Linked DNA regions of Mus musculus: all the other regions are linked to region 1. The links are chromatin contacts, called in public HiCAR-type and promoter capture Hi-C maps. All regions are on one chromosome and are shown on one strand. Each heading gives the region's core, a stretch centred on a gene start, on an enhancer-like site or on the middle of the called end of the contact. The rest is flanking DNA. Distances are from core to core; before and after follow the strand shown.

Region 1 (5,087 bases), core at 1,370-3,869:
CTGGTATTAAAAGCAATACCTCACGGCCAGTGAACTGCCTCCGTGAGTAAAGTATTTGTGGCACAAACACGAGGGCCTGCATCCATGTAAAACCCTGGCACATCTGTGAGCACCTCCGTAACTCCAGTGGTGGAGAGCAGACAGCAGGACCCACAGGCCTCACTGGAGGGTCCGTCTATCTGGAGCAGCAAATCCTAGGTTTAGAGAGAGACCCCCTCTCAAAAGTGGAGAAAGATGGAGGAAAACACCAGACACCAGTCTCTGGCTTCCACAGGCACACGCATGCCAACTGTACCCCCATGTACACGAACGCACACATTTTAAGGTGAATTATGAAAAAAAAAAAACTTGTAAGTAGCCTGAGGTGACAGGTGAAAATGGTTGGCTTCTCTCTTGACCAGAAACTGTACAGACTCATAATAAGCAAGAGGTGAAATCTTTATGTTCACTTTAAGAGCACCCAGGAAGTTACCGAGGCCATCAAGGGTGTGTATATGTGAAAAGCCACCAAGTATCTGAAAGATGTCCCTTAAAGAAGCAATGGAGGCAGGCGGTAAGAAAGTGGTTCAGCAGCCACAGGCAAGCACTGTTCTTCTAGAGGACCCAAGTGGAGAGAAAGCTCAGTGGTTAGAGAGAGCTTACTGCTCCTGCAGAGGGCCAGAGTTCAGTTCCTGGTACTCAGGGCCAGTGACTCTCAACCGTCTGTGACTTCAGCTCCAGAGGATCTGACACTTTAGACGCACAGGCGACACCCAGGTGCACACACACAATTAAAAGTTAAATAAGTGACTTAAAAATATGAGCAATGTGTGCCGCCTTAGTAGTACAAGCCTGCAAATAGGTAGATGTCCCAGGCCCAGCCATGCAGATTCAAGGTGTCTGAATGAGAGCTACACATTTAGCTGAGCCTGCTTAACACTGCAGAGTGTATCTGAGAAGGAGCTGGATGTGGCTTCTCTGGTCTCAGAGCATCTCCAGGTGAACCAAGCACCCATGATGTCCAACCACACTTAACAGAGCTCAGAGCAGGACGGTCCCACACCTCAGCGTCCCCTGCCGCATGGACGTGAGACTCAAAAGGAACGAACTGGACCTACACTGAAAGAGGAGGCTGAATAGAAGGGAGAGATGCTCCAGAAGAACCCGAGGAAGCAAAAGCTTGTGCATGGGAATAAATGCAAAGAATAAACAAAACTAAAAGTGGTACCCATCAACTAGGACCTTTAAAATGGGCAGCACGTGGCTCTAGCCAGGGCTCCGCCACGAAGAGCTTGTACTAAGCTCTCCCTGGACTAAGTTGTTTCCCCAGCACCTGCATTGAGCAGCGCACAGCCACTTGTCACCCTGGCTGCAGGAGATCTGAAGCAGTCCTCAGGTACTGGCACGCACACATTCCCCTTACACACACACAGACACACTTTAAAAATAAATAAATCTTTAAAAATTAAATTGGCACTGTGACTATTGGAGTCTATAGCAGAAAGGAAAAACCAAACCCTTAAGAACAGCTTTCTAGTGTTCTGTCTTGAGTCTTAGGTAATCAGCAACACCCCAATTTCTCAATGATCCCCGGTTCTCCCTGTTGACTCCCTGGCATTCACAAAAGTCCTCTTCAAACATCTCCATACTGATAATTTCTAAAAAGGATCCACAAGAAATCCTATCACAAGAGGCCACAAAGAAACGAACCATTACTTCCTAGTTCCAGGGTTTTCCCTTCCTCTTCTGGCCTCTGGTTGAAATTACGTCCAAGGTTGGTTACGAGCCAGGCAGTCTGGGCTCCACTCATAGTAGAATGTCACTGGGAATTGATTTTTGAAAAGACACGCTTTGCCTGCCTCCCTCATGCCCTGCACCACCAACAAAACCCTGACGTTACCTTTAATAGTTTAGTGTGACACTGGGCAGGGAAACATAGATGCTGTGTACCTGCAGGCTTGCAACGGCTTTGCCTGGTTAAGTGGCTCTGTGTGCCTGCCACGCTCCAGGCCCCATGCTGGATGTGGGAACAAAGTATTGAGCAAGGCACCTCTCATTCCAGGAGAACCCCGAGTATGTGGTGGGGGAACTCCCAACCCAAATCAGGGAATGACTAGCTCATACTGCTGATTCTTCAACACCCTGATGAAGAAGGCAGAAAAGGAGAAGGAGGAGGAGGAGGAGGAGGAGGAGGAGGAGGAGGAGGAGGAGGAGGAGAAAGAGAATGAGGAAAAGGAGAAGGAGAAACAACTAACAGAGCCCATAGAATTCAGCTCACTCTGTCTGGGGTGGATGAAAACCTCCAAAGAGGCACTGTCAAGACCTTTAAATGCAGTTTTTCTTCACCTTGGTCCTTCTCGTAGCCTCTCTCAACTGGCTGATCCACTGCCTCCCCTCACTGACCATTTATTAACTCTGTTCTGTTTCTTTCCCAGCGGACATTGGCTGCTGAACTTACCTCAGGGAAACTTCTACCCAGCCTGGGTGGATTTGAGGAGTGTACACCCAGAGCGCACAGTCCCCAGCACAGGATAGCTTAGCAGCTGGAGAGCAGGGGAGCCTGGATGTGACTCTGCGCGGCAAGGAAGCCTCTGGCCTCTGGGGTCCCGCGGGCTGCAGCTCCCACGCCCCAGGCTCCGCAGATGAATGCTGCTCTCCACGCCCTGGTGGCCCCCAGGGCTCCGCGTGCTGCTCAAGCCTTGGGAAGGTGACAGAAGAGGGAAGGGGGGCGGATTTTGGAGGCTGGCACTATCCCGCCTGTTTCTCTGCAACGTGGACCGCCCCCAAACTCCTGGACTGCAGACCCTGGGGGAAAGTGGAGGGTGGGGACTTTGGGGCGTGCTTGGAGCTTGCCTTCACTCTCTGCGCTGGAGCGCACCAAAGCAATCTCTCTACTTCTAGTACTAACCGCTCAGGAGAGGAATGGGGTGCAGTGAGGTAGTCTAAGAGGTTTCGAATGGTAGAGACTTCTCCCTTCTCCCTGTCCTAAAGCTAGTCACTCTATTCGCTTTCTTTTCATTCATCCAGCCTTGTGCAGTGTAGCACAGATATCTGACCACCTGCTGTGCACCTTGAGTAGGTGCCCAGGCCACAAAACCATTGAAATTGCAACATCTGCTCACTGTCAATGCAGAGACACACTTGGAGACAGAAGGTGAAAGGTATTTGCTGGGTAGGAAACTCAGAAAAGGCAATTCTAGCTCAAGTTTTGGAGATCTGTAGAAACGCTTAATTCTCAAATAAATTCTAAAGATTAAGCTAGAATCTGAGAGTCCCAAACACACGAACGAACGCAAGGAAGGACAAAGGGGGCCATGAGTCCCCTTTGGGAGAACCGGAACTCTGCTTCTCGGAACTTGCTGTGTGGTCATCTTGGGGCAGGGAAGGTATGAAGAGGAGGTAAGTTTGTGTGTGGGCGAACAGGGATGAAACCCACAGCCTAATTCTGGTATAGGTTCCACCTGTTCCATTTGGCAACACAGTGTCAGCTTCACGGAGGACAAGTTCAAGATAGAAGTGGTTTGCCACAGAGAATGACTTAAGCCAGACTATCCACCAGCTGCAACTTTGGCCACACCTTACTTTTTTTTTCTTTTTCTCTTCCTTCCTTCCTTCCTTCCTTCCTTCCTTCCTTCCTTCCTTCCTTCCTTCCTTTCTTTCTTCCCTTAAAGTTATACTTATATATTATGTGTGCATGTCTCTCTGTGTGTGTGTGTGTGTGTGTGTGTAGGGGGATGGGGGAGAGAGAGAGAGAGAGAGAGAGAGAGAGAGAGAGAGAGAGAGAGAGAGAGAGAGAGAGAGAGAGAGAGAGGCTGAGCACAGCTTTATGGAGTTGATTCTCTTCTACCTTGAGTCCCAGGAAATGGAACCAGCAAATGCCTTAATCCACTACACTCTTTTATAAAGAATTATTTATTATATTTTATGTCTGTGAGTACACTATAGCTGTCTTCAGACACACCAGTGTGAACCACCATGTGGTTGCTGAGAATTGGACTGAGCCATCTCTCCAGCCCATTCCACTATACTCTTTAGTCGGGCCATCGGGCTCTTTCTTAATGGTGTATAAAGGCATGAGTTAATGTCCCTCACTGTGTCTCCTGGATCAATCACAGACTTTGTGTTCTTCTCAGAGATTCCACACAAGGATAGGTATCTTCAAAATGGCGGTTCCATACCTCCTGTGGTTGGTCAAGAGGGCAGCTGAGAGGACACTGAATTTGCAACATTAGCAGGTGTCTCATGTGGAAAGAGTTGAGATTTCTGAGTGGCAGTTTCTCATCGATCACCAGCCCACCCAAAGTCACTTGCCAAAGTGTCCTACACACTCCAATGTTGCCCATCCAGTAATTTTCTCATAAAAAGCCCAGTGTGCCAGGAGGGTTTCTGGAAGTCAAGAGCCTGAGACTCCTGGCTCTGCCAGGACGTAATGAACCCCAGGCTCAGCTCATGGCAGGCATGTGAATCTCTTTGACATACAGTTCTGAAGCATCTTGATGCTCTGGATCCTAGGATGTCTAAACTGATTGCACACTGCTTCAAACTGAGACTAGCATTCAAAGAATGGGGTTCCCTCTCCCCACTTAGGTCAGAATGACAGGAAGAAAAGAGGCTCTTGAGCTGTGTAAAAGAAATTAGTTGCCTAAAGTGACCCCAAGTTCTCACTGTTGTGTAACCCATGATTTCTGGACAAGACACACGATGCGCCAATAGCCAGCGGGTCTCTGCTGTACTTCCGGGGCCTTTTCAGGAACATCTGTCACTAAAGGCAAAGTGTGGGTGCCATGTGTGTTTGGATGCACTTTTGAAATCTGTGTCAGTCTCATCCAACAAGACATAAATCACAGCAGAGGTCAAGTTGCTCCTCCACAGACAGCATAGGACTCAAGAACCACCCAGTCCGTTCATAAATCAAAGTTGTGGGGAAGCTAGCTACCATTCACCGGGGGTGGGGGTGGGGGTCTCATATTGACTTTAGAACTGTCTTCAGACCTCAACCCAGCTGGATCTACCCCCTTTAAACCCACAAGCTACCCAGGTCTCCTTCCCTTGGATCTCCCAGGGTCCAATCTTCCTCCCTCTCAGCTCACAGGACCCCTGCCAATCCA
Region 2 (5,087 bases), core at 1,450-3,949, 110 kb before region 1:
TATATATAATTCTGATTATTATTGAAGATTACTAAGATTAGAATTTTGAATTTTGTTGGATCAAAGTAGTGTGGATTTCTTAAGAACATGAAGGTAACTAAATTGAAAAAAAAAACACATACAAAATTATGATCACATGCTGGGCTCAAAATCCAAGAACAAAACAGAACCAAACCCACAAAATTAGCAACAACACAGTCAATGGTTGGGTGGAAATCTCCGTAATGGGAAGGGCATGATGGCAACAGTGGCATAGAAACAACAGTTATCTTGTTTACTGTACGTAAGAATTCTTCTATGCACATTTAACAATACAGTTTGTCCTAGAAAAAGCTAGGACTTAGGGTTGTTGGTGTGTTTGTTGTTTAAGAAACAACATTGTTTTCATCATTCAAAATGCCACAGGAGAGGAGGGCTAGAGAGATGTTTTGGTGGTTAGAATCACGTCTTACTTTCCCACAGGACCCAAATTTGGTCCCTAACACCCATGTCAAGAGGTTCACACCTGCAACGCCAGCTCCAGGGGGTCCAGCTCCCTCCCCTAGCCTCTGGAGGCACCTGCATTCATACGCACATACCCACAGACAGACAGACAGACAGACAGACAGACAGACAGACACACACACACATTTTTTTTAATGTGTCAGGATTTGTAAATCCTTTACAGTAATAAATGAAGTTATTTAAAAATTAATCTATAAAAGCACCACCTGTGGGGAAGTTAATTATCACTAATATCCTTCCAGTGCCCAATTGATATTGACAGTATTAAAAAACATAACTTAATGACCTTACTTTATTTAAAAGTTATGTTTACCTTCAAGAGAAAGAAAAGGAGACCACTTGGATACCTTTGTCCCTTTCTAATATTTCCATAATAGATTTTAAAATAAAAATGAATAGTACAAGAAAAAGAAATAAAGGGAGCCTCAACGTTGTGGAGCCTGGAACGCAGATGCATAGGTGTTGTGTGGAGCCGACCTGGCAGAGCCGAGGAGTCTGAGCCCTGAGCCAGCAGCAGATGCACCCAAGAACCAGTGTGTTTGGTATCACACATTCCCAGAAAGCTCAGGCTTTGTCGGGGCCAGAGGTCCCCAGAAGCAGAAGTGAAGAGGCTAAATACGGAGGACTAGTGGGGAAAATTTCACCAGGTAGTTAGACACTTTTCCCCACTAGGAAAAAGCAAAGGTAAATCAGGGGTAGGATTCTCGGCAGAGCTGAAGACAAATATTACCACACTGAGCCAGGAGAACCAACCAAAATATGCACATTGAGTCTGAGCTTCTGCTCTCATTGCCAGTGTCCTCTAAACTGGCATCAGGATATGAACCCTCTAAAAAAGGGTAGAAGGTGTTTCCAGAGGGAAATCAAAGAAGAGAGAACACCAATAGTGAAGGGTTGCCAAGCACAGGTCCAGCAGATAGCCATCAGTGAAATTCATAACTGGCAAATCGGTCCTGACTTCAGGGTTTCCTACCAGACTCTTTGTACTCAATGCTCAGTGTAAATGCACTGCTGTTCTTGAGATCCATGGGAGCTGAATGTCAAGACAGAAGGCAAACCTGGAGGAAACTGGGTTGAACAAAGAGGACCTAAAAATATTCACTCATATCCTCAGAGAGATGAGATGCTTCAGTCATGAGACAAGAACAGTACACTACAGAGAAAGAACAGTCAGATTTTAGCAACCAACTTTTCAAAGGTCAACTATGGGACATAAATTAAAAATAGAATCAAGAAGATACCTTCCCAGAAAGGAGAAGATCAAAGAGAGGTTGTACCTATAAAATAAATACCATACGAAGTAAACTCAGGGACTCTGTCGTTATACTGGATGATAGATGTTTCAATATACAGAGCAGAGAGCTCTGCAGGGGAAGGTCAAAGGTCAGCAAAATAACAGAATGAAAGGGGACATATTTTCAGGGTCAAGGGACCTGCTAATTCTCAGGAAAGTGGGAAAAAATGGACCATATGTCCAGTAACCAAACCCATGGCAGATCTAAGAGGTGATCCAGCGGGGTTCCAGAGAGAAAACACTAGTTAATAGGACTCTGAATTCTTACAAAGGAACAAAACCCGCCAGAAATAATGGAAAACATAATCACTTAAAAAGTTCCAAGGAAGTAATTCCAACCCAGAGCTGTACACTCGCCGCACTATTGCCACATCTGGAGGCAATAGAAGTCATTTTCAGATGTTCACTGTATCATCAAACCTTCCAGGAGCCTGTCTCCTCTGATCAGCTTGTTAGGGTTTACATGGGAGACTCCCCTTACACCGGCTTGTGTTCTGAACTCTCGGTGTCCAGATGCTGGCCCTCTCTGGGATGTTTTAGAAGCTTTACGAAGAGGAGCTTAGCTGGAGGAATAACTCACCCAAAGATATGCTTTAAAACTTAGACTGTCTCCAGTCTGTTCCGTTTTTTCTCTGCTCCCCACCATTGTAGTGTTCTGCCCATGAGCCCCAAAACATGAACCAAATGACCATGGACTGGATCCTCAGATGCTGAGAGCCAGAATAATCCTTCTTTTCTCCTTAGTGTGTTTGTGTCAAATACTTTACCACAATGATAAGAAAAGTAATGAATACAAGGTTCCTGGCAGAGTTTTCCATGATGGGAAATCCAGGGGGCGTGGGAGTGGAAGGGAGATGGAGAAACCTGGCAGGGGAGGAGAAGAGGAGACCTCACAGCCAGATAGATGCACTGTCCCTGCAGAACGGTATCTATTGGATACCAGGCAACAGGGAAAACAGATAGGGCTGCTCAGGACGTGCCTGTTGCATATGCAAATGTCTTCAGAGAGTGCAAAGAGACTTTCAATTCCAAGACACTCTATTTGGATGAAAGAAGCGTTCAGAGACAAAGGAAGCAAGAGGAAGGTGGAGAAGAGGATGGGATTGACTGCCATTTTCTCTTTTGTGCTGGCGGGGGTGGGAGGGTGGGGTGGTGGTGAAGATATGTCAGACAAGCACTCTACCAGTGAGCCATGACCATAGCCTGGGATCACCTTTTTAAATTTATTTTTTTAAGGTGAAAGATAAAAGCCATTTTAAAGTAAGAAAATGTAATATGCTGCCCCCGACTCTTTCAATACAAGTGCCTGCTGGGAGAAGTTTTCCCACCTCACATGATAGCGTATGGAGATATAGCTAGTTGCTCTAACTAGGGAAGTAGGCTGGGTAGGACTGGAATTCAGTGGAAGGCTCCATGGATGCAGTTAAACGCTCAACACCACCCACGGGCAGCCTCCCCATGAAGGCTCTTCAGCTCCAGATGGCCAAAGTCCCACATCCCTGCTTGAAACCTGTTCAAAGATTTTGGGGGTTTTTTTTTTTTTTGGTTCTTTTTAAAAATATACATACAAATATACATATATGCACAGCTAAAACAGGTTTATAGATTTTAAAATCTGTAACTCAGTGAACTCAAGCTAAGAATAGAATAATTCCAAGAGACCTGAAAAGACATTCATAATTTAAGGCTAAATCTTTCCAGAGAAAACAGCTGCTCTTCCAGGGGAAAACCTGGACATTTTCAGTGTTTAAACTTCCATTTCAAATCCAAATATTACTCATGTTAAGGAGGGGGACGGAGTAGTTAGAGGCAGAAAAATTAGTAAGTTATAACAGCCCAACAAGAGAACAACAAAGGGGGAACCAAAACGCATCCCCAGAGGCCAAGACACCTGCCCACACGTCTCCCATCAGTTAAGTGTACTAAAAACTGATGAATGGGACTGTCGTAGGGAGGACCCCGACAAATGGATGAACTTGTTAGCATGCTGCTGGTGTACAAATTAAACTGCTCCATTAACGAGCCAAGGGAAGTGATCCAGAGATGTCTCTATGCGGGTGACATCTGGATTAACTTGAAAGCCTTTCCCAATTATTTTCCTAATTATATTCGTCTTCGTCATTGCTGAGGGCAAAAATGATAAAGGCTTGCCATCTGAAAACACACACAAGAGTTACAGCTGGAAGCAGCCCCCTCAAGAGCAGCCTGGAGAAGGAGGTGCCCCTGGTGAAGCTTACAACCTCCAAACATGAGCCCTACACGTAAAATTCAGCTTGTAGGGAAAAACTACATCACAGTAAAATTCGCTATGAAGACACACCAGAAAGCTGTCTCAAGTACATGTTTTCCTAAAAGGTTTTTTTTTCCCCCTAAGATCTTGGTCATGGACAGGGTTGTAGACCAGTTTTTTCCAGTCAAGATTATTCAGAAGGGTAAGAGGCAAAGACTTTTTTTGAGAGACACTTGTCTTCAGAGTGTCCTGTCACAACACAATCTCCTTTACCCACAATCTAAAGTGTACAGTCAACAACCGCAAAGGTTCCATCCTTTTTTCTATCCTGCTGTTCTCTGAGACATGGGCTCACTTTGTAGCTCAGGCTAGCCTTGAACTTGAGATTCTTCTATGTCTTCCTAATACTGGTAAAAGGAACGCGCTGTCATATTTCTAACCATCTGTAACCCAAGGTGAGCTGATTCCTGTGACACATGATGAAGAGTCGTGTTTATGTGACATAAAACGTCAGGTGATACTTGACTCTCCTATAATTCAGTTTAACATCCAGACATCTCACAAAGCTCAGGAGAAACCTGGCAAGCAAGGCCAGGACCTTTTAATAGACATCTTATTAAAAGTAGCTCCACGAAAGTTTTGAGATGTTTTTAAGCAAGATGTTAGTGGATATCAGTTTTCTAGGAAGGCTGGATGAACTGATTGTAATTTGTCAGTGCAAAACCTTTGGATTACACAAGTTCCTTTAATAAAAGTCTTACTTCCAAAGGTTAAGAAAGGCACACTGGCAACAGAATGGGCCAATGTGTTCATTAAAACAGTTCTTGGCCTTCTTGGTGGCCTTGGGCGATGAGAGTGCAATGGTGTGTATCTGTAATCCCTGGGGCCTGCTGGCCAGCCAGTCGAGCTGAGTGGGCAGGTATCAGGTTCAGTGAGAGGCCCTGGCTTAGACACTAAGATGGAAGGAGTAGAGAGATGTTTGCTCTTGCTTGGGACCTGGACTTGGTTCCTGAACAGCTCAGGACCGTGACCCACTTGTAACTCCAGTTCCAGGAGATT
Region 3 (5,087 bases), core at 1,325-3,824, 83 kb before region 1:
TTTCTGGCTGCTTCTCCTGCCCTTGGTCCAGGCTAGTATCTTGGCTTTACTTGGGTAAGAGCTTATTCATTGGGCAGACCTGTCTCCCTTTCCATCAGTTGCCTTATGATAGAAGAGGGGTTTACCGCCTCTTCTTCCTTTCTAGGAAGCATCTAGCAAAGCCTGGGGGCATCTCTTGTTAGGGTCATTGTTGGCACCCAGTGAGCTGAGGTCAGGGGAGACATGAGTGTCTATCTGTGCATGACACAGCCATTCCCTATAAGTAATGCTTCAAACAAAATGGAGAAACTTTGCTACGGTTTACTCCAAAGTTCTTATTTGCTGCAGAGAAGAGAACGCTTGTTTGAGTTCTTAGCTCTAGGGCTCAGGCTCATTGATGGTGTTCAGTGTTTGTCAAGTGAATAGAGATGAGATTAGGTTAGCTGGAACCCCTTTCCCTGCTTGCCATCCCCAGCCCCCACTACTGGCCACTCTCTAACCACTTGTCAATTCAGCAGCATTTTATTGCACTAAGGATTCTTCAATGTTCTTCATGCAGATACATATTTTGTGGGTATATAAAGTGCTGGTAATGGAACAGAGAGCTTTGGACATGAGACAAGGACTCAGCCTCAGAGTTACACCCTCAGTCCAGTGTCTACCTATACTTTACACAGGATATTTTATAAATAGCATACTTTTTCTTAAAGAAGAATAACTTCTTGCAATGATTAGAAAAATAAATCCTTCCTTAATATTTGAATACAGATCAAGCAAAAATGTCAAATCATCCCAAATCCTCCCTAAAGATATAAACATTAGCAGGGTGGGAGAGATGACTCAGAGGTTAAGAGCACTTGCTGCTCATGTAGAGGACCCAGGTTCAGTTCCCAACACCCACATGGTGGCTCACAACGATCTGTAGATACGGGGAAACCGATCCTTCTTCACCGCTGAGGACACCAGGCATAAGTGCACATACATAGGTGCACATACATACATATGCAAAGACAACACACTCAAACAGTTAAAAAGTATCTAGAAAAATAGTCATTAGCTTTTGATAGTCATGATTCCTGCCCTGACGAGATTTTTCTGGTAGCATTCTACACAATGGTACTTTTATTGGAAAGGGGCGCGGGGGGGGGGGGGTTGTCACATGATTATCCATTTAAAATTTCAATGGAGAGTTGGGTCAGTGCTTGTTGCTCTCCCACAGGATCCAGGTTCAGTTCCCAGCACTCACATGGCAGCTTACAACCATTTGTACCTCTAGTTCTAGGGGATCCAGTGCCCTCTGTTGACATCCTATGCACTGCATGAAAGGGTGCACAGGCATACAAAATACTCACATGTATAAAAAGCAATAAAATCTTACAAATGTAAGTCTTACATTTAGCTTCTCCTGATTAGAAAAATAAAAATAAGAACCCGGGAGCCCAGTGGTGCCATCTCGGCTACCCTGCCAATCTCACTTCCTTTTGCCTTCCTGTGCTCCTTGAGGTCTACCAGTTGGCACTGTTGTCCTGTCAATTCTTGAAGCTTTTACTCAGAGCAAAAATTTGGGCTTCGGTTCTTTCAGACTTGAATGGTTTGCCAGAGTCTCTCTTTCTGCCCAGTCACTCTTCTTCTAATGGGAAAGGGGCGGGAGGGGGGTTAACTTGCCATTTGGACCTGATTATCCCCACTTTCTTTTGCGGGGATAATCAGGTCTAAATCATCGGATTCATTGGCAACAAAGATTGGCCATCTTTGGAAGGGACCCTGTAGACTGAAAACCCCTGGGGAGGTATGGTGAGACATGGAGACACTGTCTAAAACTACCTTGGGGTCAAGAGAAGTCTTACATCTTCCACCAACTTTTGGCATTTGGGGGATTCTTGGGACTCACTTGAAGCCCTCCAGGTCCCAGTGTATCTGCCATAATCTCCACTGACTCCCTGTCCCCTCGCTGTTCACAGCCTCCCTGGCCTCAGTTTCTGAACACCAGTGATCCAAACAAAATACAATACAGTATCACTCCATTCTCTATTGTGCCCTCTGCTCAGCGGGATGTTTGGGGCTATCCACTGATCCTCTCAGAATCGACATTTCAAATGTGCAGAGCTGTGTTCACCAGTTCTTTCTGGATGGTGAAGTGACTGAGAGAAATCTGATCTTGACTTCATAGCTAAGCAGCAGGTGAAACTTCCTCTCTGTAGTTCACATGCAAAGCTAGTTGTCTGGTGTCGGTCCTTGTCTGTGGCTGGAAGGTGGGCTCACCGAGGCTTTTTACTTTATTTTGCTGAGTTGTACAAAAGAGGACTATAGCCGAGGCTGTACCCCTGCTTTGTCATTTGTCAACAGTCCTGCTTTGACTCCTGCATGACACAGAGGCACCCATCACCAACGTGGGGACCTCCTCCTTGGAAGCTGTGTGGCATGATAGGACCTCTAGGGGTGGGGGCACAAAACAATAAATACACATTCCTTCACACCAGGACTTCCTGGGTTGATATTTTTAACACTGAAAATGTTTTGCAGGGGGATGTAAGCCTGCAAGAACGCCCTTCCAGAAAGCTAAGAGCAGAGGATAAATACTCCCTCATCTGCATATGCATCGAAGCAACATTAGCAAAGCAAAGCCGGTTGCTAACAATCACACTCTGCGCAGTTTGAATGTAATCTCAGCTCCTATTTCCATTTTCTATCTGCATGAAGAACATGGGTGTGCTTCCAGATGCAAGAACACTTTCCTGGTGGAGTCTAATAGCTAGTTTCATAAACTACTTCTGCCCAGAAAACACAATACCTCCCCGACTGCCACCTACTCAACTAGTTTTTATTTGTGCTCAATTTTAAGACATTTTGCATTTTGAGGAACGGGGTGAGCAGGCTGGATAGCTAAACAAAGAATGGAAAAGAAAATGCTGTGAAATGAGACAAAATCGGTATAATTTAGACTCTAACGCAGGTGTGGAAGTGAATTCCTTCAAATAATCTCTTATTGGATAAAGGCTTTCTATTTGGAATCTCTGTGCTTTTCTAAGCAGTCACACATGGAATGTTTTAAAGTGTGTATTTAAACAAAGCCAATAAAATATACTAAGAACAAAATAAAACTGCCCCCCCCAGTGGGTTCCACAATGTGCTGGCTAGTTTTTGTCAACTTGACACAAATCTGAGAAGAGGATATTTTAATTGAGAAAATGCCTCCATAAGATTGGCCTGCAGGCAAGTCTGTGGGGAATTGTCTTGATTCGTGATTGATGTAGGAGGACCCAGCTCTGGTGCCACCACTGCTGGACAGGGGGTACTAGGAAGTAAGCAGGCTAAGCAAGCGAAGAGGAGCAATTCAGTAAGCAGCATGTCTCCTTGGATTCTGCTTCAGGTCAGCGTCTGCCTCAAGTTCCTGCCCTGACTTGCCTTAGTCATGGTGTGTGAGTTGTGAGTTGAGATAAACCGTATCTTCCCCAAGTTGCCTTTGGTCATGTGTTGTGTTCTACCACAGTACCAGTGGAAAAGTGTAACGTAAAAACAAAAAGACTAGACCTTTAGGCCCAGGCATGAGAATGTGACCTTTGTGACTCAATGCTCCAAGGCATGTTAATCATAAAACAGATAGTGACATTCCTCCACCCACCTGCTTCCTGGGTTCAGGGAGTATTTGTTTAAAAAAAAAAAAAAAAAGGTCATCCTGACAGTTCCTGGAACCCATTATGCAAATGTGCTATTGTTAGAGACTCATAGAAACTGTCTTGAGAAATAACTACACAATTATCAGGTATTTTTCCTTGTGACTTTTCACTTCCTTGTGACTCTGAACTGGTATTTTTGGTATTTTTCAATAACGCCCTCCCCAACCCCCTTGAGTTGTAGATTTTTCCTTTAAATACTCCCTTCCCCAGCTACTTGGGGTCCACGGTCCTCTACCCCTGAGTGGTGTACGACTGTGGGCCCCAGAGCGCACCTGGAATAAAAAGTCCTCTTGTGGTTTACATCAAAGCCATTTCTTGTGAGTGTTTTGGGGTGTCGTTTCTCCTGAGTCAGAACGTGGGGGAGTCCTCATTTTGTGGGTCTTTCACCAGATCCCTAAGGTATTCAACAACCTGGTCTAACCCTTGGTTACATGCCAACATCAGACCTCTTTATTTCTCTTTTGACTTCTTTTATTTCCAATTTTTAGTTTTTGAGAATTTCATATATGAGTTCACTATATTTTACATTATTTTTACCCTTCCATCTCTCCCTACCCTAAGACATAACAAGGATGCTATACCCTTTAATGTCATAACACATGACTGCCTAAATAAGAACCGTGCATTGACATTAGCGGTAGACCTGCTGATATAGATGAAGAACTTTAGGCTGTCAATCAATGGCTGCTGAGGGAGAGAGAATCAATTTTCTTCCCAACTTTCTTAATAGTCATAAAACTTAGCAGACAGTAAAGCCTGGACACTGAGTAACATCACTGACAACTTCAGTTAAGTCAGCAAGTAGGCCAAACATTGACCACTTTCCCTTCATTGACAAACACTCTGTTTTCTCTGCATGGCAGTCTTTCCTTGTGGGTAATTTCCCATGCAGTCAGCACTTTCTTACTTAGGCTTCAAGGGCTTTACCAGGCCAGTTCCATTCTGAGAGCTCAGTGTCTGTAGATAGCATCCCTAGCCATCGACAATGCCACCAACTCCCCACAATCAGCCACTTTCATCTCGGCTATGGGATCCATGAGTCTAGAAGCTCCTTGCCTCAAAGGGCTCTTACCATCTTTCTTCTTGAGCCTGGTGTTCCAGGAGAGCCTGGCCAGCCTCTTCTGCCCTGCCAGAGGAACAAACGAATATGTGATGACAACATTACATCACTGACAGGTTCCGTTTTAATATCAGTCCATGTACCAGAAGGGCTCATATGAGGGCTGGAGTCATCTCTCCCTGAACTGTGACACTGTCTTCCATCAGTCATAATCACACTCCTATGTGGGTCATAGGGATCAGCAGCACAACTCCAACAACATGGCTTCAGGCTTCAACTGTTCATTGCCACTAATTCATGTTTGAGACATGGGTCAGGATACTCAGATTATCCCTACCCTGTCACTTAGCATAGCTTGAATGTGGGTGGCA

The links. Promoter capture Hi-C pulls out the DNA fragments that hold promoters and counts their contacts. HiCAR-type assays count read pairs that join an accessible place to other places.
Region 2: a contact with region 1 is called in a promoter capture Hi-C map of Sertoli cells, with 4 times the contacts expected there. The contact joins the enhancer-like site here to the promoter of Col6a6 in region 1. A contact is called at or near these places in 7 of 39 promoter capture datasets (the 3T3-L1 cell line, Sertoli cells, cranial neural crest and 4 more), 1 of 15 datasets of contacts at CTCF or cohesin (pro-B cells), 2 of 484 Hi-C or Micro-C datasets (nephron progenitors and uterus), 2 of 115 datasets of contacts at active chromatin or transcription factors (fibro-adipogenic progenitors and kidney) and 3 of 9 other capture datasets (adipose tissue, embryonic stem cells and liver).
Region 3: a HiCAR-type map of kidney shows a contact between it and region 1, with 4 times the contacts expected there. The contact joins the enhancer-like site here to the promoter of Col6a6 in region 1. A contact is called at or near these places in 1 of 15 datasets of contacts at CTCF or cohesin (pro-B cells), 5 of 484 Hi-C or Micro-C datasets (Sertoli cells, cumulus cells, liver and 2 more), 3 of 115 datasets of contacts at active chromatin or transcription factors (embryonic stem cells, fibro-adipogenic progenitors and kidney) and 1 of 9 other capture datasets (liver).

What each region holds. Positions count from the first base shown.
Region 1 is chr9:105,825,466-105,830,552 of GRCm38.p6, forward strand. Col6a6 (collagen, type VI, alpha 6) reads right to left here and starts at 2,620. Exons shown (of 37, transcript NM_001102607.1): 1 at 2,438-2,620.
Region 2 is chr9:105,717,397-105,722,483 of GRCm38.p6, forward strand. All of the region lies in intron 28 of Col6a6 (collagen, type VI, alpha 6), which reads right to left. Among named protein-coding and RNA genes, the nearest start is that of Pik3r4, 77 kb to the left of the region's middle. Within about 2 kb of position 2,700, at least 17 of the 459 cell types and tissues checked have an H3K27ac peak or open chromatin away from gene starts, as enhancers often do. A contact at or near this core is called in Sertoli cells, adipose tissue and uterus, where this site is marked.
Region 3 is chr9:105,742,532-105,747,618 of GRCm38.p6, forward strand. Col6a6 (collagen, type VI, alpha 6) reads right to left here. Exons shown (of 37, transcript NM_001102607.1): 20 at 4,729-4,782. Among named protein-coding and RNA genes, the nearest start is that of Col6a6, 83 kb to the right of the region's middle. Within about 2 kb of position 2,575, at least 7 of the 459 cell types and tissues checked have an H3K27ac peak or open chromatin away from gene starts, as enhancers often do. A contact at or near this core is called in kidney and liver, where this site is marked.